Regions from separate parts of the Rattus norvegicus genome. Here region 2 is linked to region 1. Evidence: chromatin contacts called from public Hi-C data. All regions are on one chromosome and are shown on one strand. Each heading gives the region's core, a stretch centred on a gene start, on an enhancer-like site or on the middle of the called end of the contact. The rest is flanking DNA. Distances are from core to core; before and after follow the strand shown.

Region 1 (3,285 bases), core at 369-2,868:
TCTAAAATTTAAAAACAAATATTTGATTTAAATCACATATTCAAAAACCTTTTTTCCAAAACATTTCCAGGCTCCAGATACAAGGAGCTAATTTTTTAAGTGGAGGTTATTTAGGTCACAGAGTTAGCACATGCACTCTGAAGACTGGTGGTTTAGAAAACTGCCCTTTTAAATAGATGCTTTAGGTTTGGTTTTGGTTTTTGTGTCTGAGTCTCTCTACATAGCCCTGGCTGGCCTGGAGCTCTCTATGTAGACCTCACAGAGATCTGCCTGCCTCTGCCATCTGAGTGCTAGAATTCAAGGAGTGTACCACCATACCAGCTTTAGATTTTAGAGTCTTAAAGTGGTTCACTCTAATACAGGAGAACAGAGTCAACCCCAAAACTAAAACAGCATGCACAGGCTTTGTATATATACATCAAATTAAAATTTAACCACTACATTTAGAGGGTAAATAGCACTATGACAAGAAATCTATTTTACACTAAACTAAAATGAATAGGTAACTGTATCAAAATTTAAAAAATGGTACTGGGATGATGGCTAGGCCTTAAGAGCACTTGCTGCTCTTATAATGGGTCCAGTGTTCAGTTCCCAGCACCCACATGGCTGTCAAAACGTTCTGTAACTCCAGTTCCTGGGGATCCTACACCCTCTTCTAGCCACCAAAAGGCACTCACATAGTGCTCTTACACACAGGCGGGCAAAACACTAAATTAACATAAAATAAAAACACATCTTGAAAAAAATAATAAATGTGGCACAGAGGTGGGCATTTCAGATCTCTGCCTCACCTTTCCCGCTCCCGTGGATTGTATGTACACACATTAGCAGTCCGTCCAACTCTCCCTCTGGAAAGATTCAGAACTCTGGACCTTTATTCTTATGTAGTTATCAGTCCACATCACTTGTCTTCTGCATTCCCATGACCCTAAAGCCAACCTGACATTTAACAGGAACAATGTCTAGGACAGCTCGAGTGGGGACTTCTTCAGTATTGTGGGGAAGGAAGGAGTCTGTTGCTGAGGGGGAAAATCTAGGACTGAAGCGGATTATCAAGAGGCTCCAGTCACACGGCGTTAAACAGTCTCATGTGGGAAGGAATACTGGTGACAGCCCGAGACCCCACTGTCTGTCCACGTCTTCCCATCTCTTCCAGAGGTTCCAAGGAGCCAGGCCGGAAGAGGTGAGCAGGGAGCAGTCTTGTTGGGCCCAAGGAATTCTGCAACTGACGCCACAGTCACAGAGCCCAGTTTTCCCGCCACTGTCCCTCGAGAACTCTCCTAAAACAGCCATACAAAGTCATTAGGCTGCTACCACCTGGAAACAAGGCCGTGGAAAGTTCCAGAACAACAGGAGACGATCCTGGTCTTCAAGAGAACGACCCAGCCCTGTACCTCGAGGCGCACTCTGTCCCCATACCTGCTAACAACACCTCGTCCTAAGAGACCGGCCGCATGTCCGCGGGGGCCGCGGCCGCACCTGTGCGACCCCGCCGGCTCCCACTGTGCCCCGAGGCCGCGGCCCGCGCGACCGCTTCTACGCAGCGCAGCCTCACGAGGCCTCGAGCTCCCGGAGAGCTGCTGCCTGACAGTTGGCCTCAAGGAATCTAGCGAGAGAAGGGCGGGGCGTGGGAAGGGCGGGGCGTGAGGGTAGGGCGGGGCGTGAGAGAGGAGTGGGGAGCTTGAGGCACGAGAAAGGACACCATGTGAGGGGCGGGGCGTGAGGAGGAGGGCGGGGCAGGAGAGGGGCAGGAAGGTTGAGGTGGTAGAAGAGGGGCGGGGCTTGCGAAGAGGGGCGTGAGGGAGAAGGCGGGCCGTGAGAGGGGCGGAGCAGGTCGCAAGACCACGCCCCTGGACTCCTACGTCCTCTCCCCCGCCCAAGGCAACCAGGCAGACTGGGCAAGCCACTTTTCTCTTTTCCCTACTGCCCAGCATCCCCCGCTCCTAGCCTCACTCTGCTGTCCTTCGCACAGAGGCTCCGCAAAGATCCTCCCAGCTACCAAAAGGTAAATCTCTGTTACCTGCACGCTGAGGAAGGGGCAGGCTGACACCCGAACAGTCCGCTCCCCCTACCTGTTCAAGCTAACATTCAGAATTACTTGCATTTTGCAGCCTGCCTGTGATTAGCCTGTGCTTTTAACTTGCACCTTCGTCCAGACTGAGACTGTTTTTCCAGGTTCAGACGAATTCTCAGGGTAGCCGACCTTTCCGCTTCCGGAGAGCTGTTTCCTCCTCCGTGCTTCGGTTACTCTAATGTTAACTCTTAACGTGGAATTTATCAGCTTGAGATCGTACACTGAGACTCCTGCGTGCTGTTCAAGTTACCATTCCAATGAAAGAGTTCCAAAGAGGCGGAAGATGAGAGATACAACCTGTAGGGTTTGTTGTGGTTTTGAAGACAGAGACTCTACACGTTGCCCATGCTGACCACAAACTTGAGATCCTTCTGCCTTAGACAATGCTCTTAAAGAAATGTGTAGATCAGCTCTTGCTTTGTGATGTTGAATTCTGTTAACTATCAAGGTTAAGTAGACTACAACAACAAATATACAGTGTATCAATTGACTATAAATATCAAACACTTTTATGTAATACAGTTACACATTGTAACAGTTTATGAAGCACCATTAAAGACTTTTATCATACCATTTATTGCGTCGGAGACATCAGGATTATAGTGTCAGGAAATTAAACCATAAACCTTAAGCAGAACATTAAGTGGCTAACCTCTGTGACTAGACTGAAAACAAATTCCAATTAGTTTAAACATTTTTATTTTTATCAAAACATAAGTGTGTTCACTTGACATGAAAACATTTTAATTGCCTAACACGTGACTTTTATTGGTGTCTCATTTTGGGTTTGTACACGGAATAAAATTTTTTCTCTTGATTGGGGCTATGTGATGTAGGAAGACTCAGCCTAAATGTGGGTTCCAGCCCAGTTGGGAGTGGGAGGGAAACCTTCCAAAGATGGGCTTGTGGTTTCCCCACCATCTTTTGTTACCATCGGAACCCAGTTTCTTCAGCCTTCCCATGTGGACTGATGACCAGGAGCTCCCCAAGCTGCCTGTGCCAGCCTAAGACTGCTAAGGCGCCCAGCCTCACGCACTGAATAGCTACTGGGTTTTCAGCATTTTCAGAGGGATACAGACCTTACTGTGAAAGGCAAGCTAATAAAGCCGTTCTTAACTGTAATTCACTCTGTTGGTTCTGTTCCTCTAGAGAGCATTAATACAGTAGGGGTGCAAGTGGAGCCCAGGGGTCAGTGTGGGGTGTCTTCC
Region 2 (3,285 bases), core at 527-3,026, 180 kb before region 1:
ACTGAAGGGTCCTCTCCTGGAGCCACCGCACTGAGACCGAGGACAGACCATCTGCAGGGGCTGGGGTCTGCAGGGGCTGTCGATAAGGGTGACTGAGTCCCCACTGTGACCAACATCCCACTGAGGAATGAGCACAGGTGACCCAGGTGAGCACCAATTTGAATCCAAAGGCAGCTGGTCCAGGGGGCAGCACCTGTCACCCAGGAAGTCCAAGGGCCAACTCGGTCACGTGTCCCAAGGTCAAAATCAGGGCCTTTGCTATGCATATGTTGCTTGTTTCCTTCCCCTGAGTCTTAGTCGTGAACTAAAGGCCAACCACTGCCGAGCCCAGGACTATTTTCACTCACTGAGGAGACGATTTTTAAGAAGTTCCTTACGATGGGGAAATCTAAGGGTAAACTGAGGACAGAGATGCCAATCAATTTAGGCCCGTAACCTGACTTGGTTTCTTAATAAAGCCCAGCAGTCAAAGCCAAGGTTTTCCAGTATTACCCTGTGGGACGCTGACTCTGACACTCTACCCTCAGCTAACCTTGTGACTTCCCTCAGCTACTTGCAGTTCCCCAGCGATCCTAAATCATCGCCGACACCTGGCCTTTACAAAGTGCTGTGTGTGTGTGTTGGGGGGGGGGGGACGACAAAAACCTAGTAAGACATGGCTTCCTACTCTGCTGAGGGAGAGAGGGAGAGAAAGAGAAGAGGTGGGAAACTCTCTCAAAGCAGCATGATCAGCCAAAAAAAAAAAAGTCCCCCTTCTGGCAATGCTCAGATAGATAAGGGGAGGGACTTTGATGACAATACCAGCAAACCAGGTTAGCAACACACACATGTTCATGTACACACACACACACACACACACACACACACACACACACACACGAATGCATGCCAGCTACCAACTGATCAACAAGAGTCAACCTGATACAGTGAAGTTGCTTGAGAAACAAGACAGATATCAAGAAGTGATCAGATTACTGTCAACCATATTAGAGGAGGCCTAAGAACTATTTAGAAACACAGACAACTGCTTAAAACAAACAAAAGCCATCTTGAGCCTAGACAAGGAATCAAGGAGGGAGAGAGGAGGAGGGAGGGAAGAGAGTTGAACGAAAATTCTGGTATGGTGGGATTACATGTAATCTCAGCACGGGAGAGGCTGAAGCAGGAGGATTACTTGAATCTAAGAATCCAGAAGTTTCAGACCGACTTGGGCCACATAGCTTACATATACCAAGGCTCTGTTTAAAAAACAACATCAAAAACAAAAATAAAATAAGAAGGAAATGAAAGAAAGAAGCCTGGCATGGTGACTTCCCCCTGCAGTCTCTGGCTTTGGGAAGCTGAGGTAAGAGTGCTGTAACTTTGAGGTCAGTCTAGAATACACAGTGAATTCCAGGTCAGCCTGGGCTGCAGAGCGAGACTGTCTCTAAAGCAAACAAAAGAAGGAAATGTTTGAGTTACACCCCGTGAACTACTGAATCACATAGGAAGAAGAAACACACGGAATGAAAAAAAAAAAAAACCAGTTTTAATTCACTGGAGAAATCAACAGCTGTGCTACCCACTCCCTAGAGATGCTGGATAAATTGGTTCTTACAACGGGATGGGTTAGGGATGGGGTCACATCTCAGGGCTGGAAGAGCACTTTCCCAGCATGCACTGGGCTCAGTCGTCAACACCAAAAGGAAAACAAGCAATGTAATGCCCTGACCTTTAGTCATTACATTCATCTCAAACGGGGTTAGCCCTTTGGGCTCACCCACAGCTCTCTATGGAAAATCACTGTGGCCCTATCCCGGTGGTGGCTGGCGTCAGCGACTGAGCTCACTGGAGAGAGGTGTAGGGTGAGATCTGACTCGGGCTTTTTGCTCAGTCCTGTCTACACTAATACTTGGCTATGGGACAGACTAAATAAAAAGTCACTCGTGGTTTCTTCGGTTTTATCTTTTTCCTTTTTTTTGATATTCAAGGCAGTTTATTGGGAAGCTGATCTTGGGTGGGCGCTTTCACTGGCTACAAGGACTAAGACTCGGGAAGTCACCTGGGGTAAATAGGGGGTGGAGGGAAGAAAGAAAGAAAGAAAGAAAGAAAGAAAGAAAGAAAGAAAGAAAGAAAGAAAGAAAGAAAGGCAAGAAAGGAAGGAAGGAAGAAAGGAAGAAAGGAAGAAAGAAAGGTGTAACTTCAGGGGTGGGGCAGACAGACAAATAGGAAGAGGAGGAGGAGCAGGAGAAAGAGAGAGGGAAACTTTATCTTTTTTCTCAGATAACGCCTTACAAACTCTGTGAAACATTCAGCCATCCCTCTGCCTCAGCCACTCTAGTGGGGAATTGCAGTGTGAGCCTGCTTCCCGTGACTTCTGTCTTTGCTTTTTTACTGGTAAAGTGGTGCCCACAGTGTGCTTGTCCCACAGAGAAATAAATCCTAGGAATGTAACCTCAGCTGAAGCACCCTGCAGACCGGACATTGGACATTCTGTCATGACCATGCGGCATCACCACTCTGTGCCGGGTTCTGGAGACAGGGGATGCTACATCCTGATTCCTGTCTTCAAGGAATCCACACTGAGGCACGGGAGACTGCCATTTAAATACCAGACAGGATCCCGTGAACAGTCCTAAGGTAACCGTGTAAGTGCCCACACCTCTTCAACCGGTCAGTCTCATTTTTTCTTTGGCTGGATACCCAGTGGTGAGTTGCATGAATTAGACGGAGGCTCTATTTTTAGTTTTCTAAAAGAACTCCCATATGTTTTTCATAATGGCATTAATTTACACTCCCCAAAACAGTAGGAAAGTGGGAGTGAGGGTTTTTTTCCTTAAGCTAAAATATGGTAGAAGAGGGGTTGCAGAGAAGGCTCAGTGGTGGACCTAGTTTGGCTCCCACACCCATGTCATGTGACTCACCTGTGTCTCTGACACCAGGGGATTTGATGCCCTCTTCCAGCTTCTACCTGCACACACACACGCACACGCACACGCGCACACACACACACACACACACACACCCCAAAATAAATCTTAATCTAGGAGGGCTGAGGAGACAGCTCAGTCAGAAAAATGCTTGCCTTGCATGAAGACTTTAGTTCAATCTCCTGAACCCACATAAACAGGCAGGTAGGTCACGGTGGCACACGTTTGTAACCCCGGTGCTGGAACACTCTGGGGTCACTGACTAGGGAGCCTTCCTTAATGAGTGGGCTCTACCTAGGCTAAGCGAGAGAGCCGCTCTCAAAGAGAAACAAACCCACTTAAGATTTAGCACACACACTTTTCTTATTTCTGTCAA

What was found. A called contact is a pair of places that touch in the nucleus more often than the background predicts.
Region 2: a Hi-C map of liver shows a contact between it and region 1, with 2.9 times the contacts expected there. The contact joins the enhancer-like site here to the promoter of Ccdc158 in region 1. A contact is called at or near these places in 3 of 12 Hi-C or Micro-C datasets (Schwann cells, liver and mammary epithelial cells).

Annotation. Positions count from the first base shown.
Region 1 is chr14:15,693,790-15,697,074 of GRCr8, reverse strand. Ccdc158 (coiled-coil domain containing 158) reads right to left here and starts at 1,618. Exons shown (of 25, transcript XM_063273743.1): 1 at 1,423-1,618. LOC134481722 (a long non-coding RNA gene) reads left to right here and starts at 1,681. Exons shown (of 2, transcript XR_010057472.1): 1 at 1,681-2,008; 2 at 2,115-2,650.
Region 2 is chr14:15,871,087-15,874,371 of GRCr8, reverse strand. The region is part of intron 2 of Scarb2 (scavenger receptor class B, member 2); the gene reads right to left. Among named protein-coding and RNA genes, the nearest start is that of Nup54, 29 kb to the left of the region's middle. Within about 2 kb of position 1,776, at least 22 of the 93 cell types and tissues checked have an H3K27ac peak or open chromatin away from gene starts, as enhancers often do. A contact at or near this core is called in liver, where this site is marked.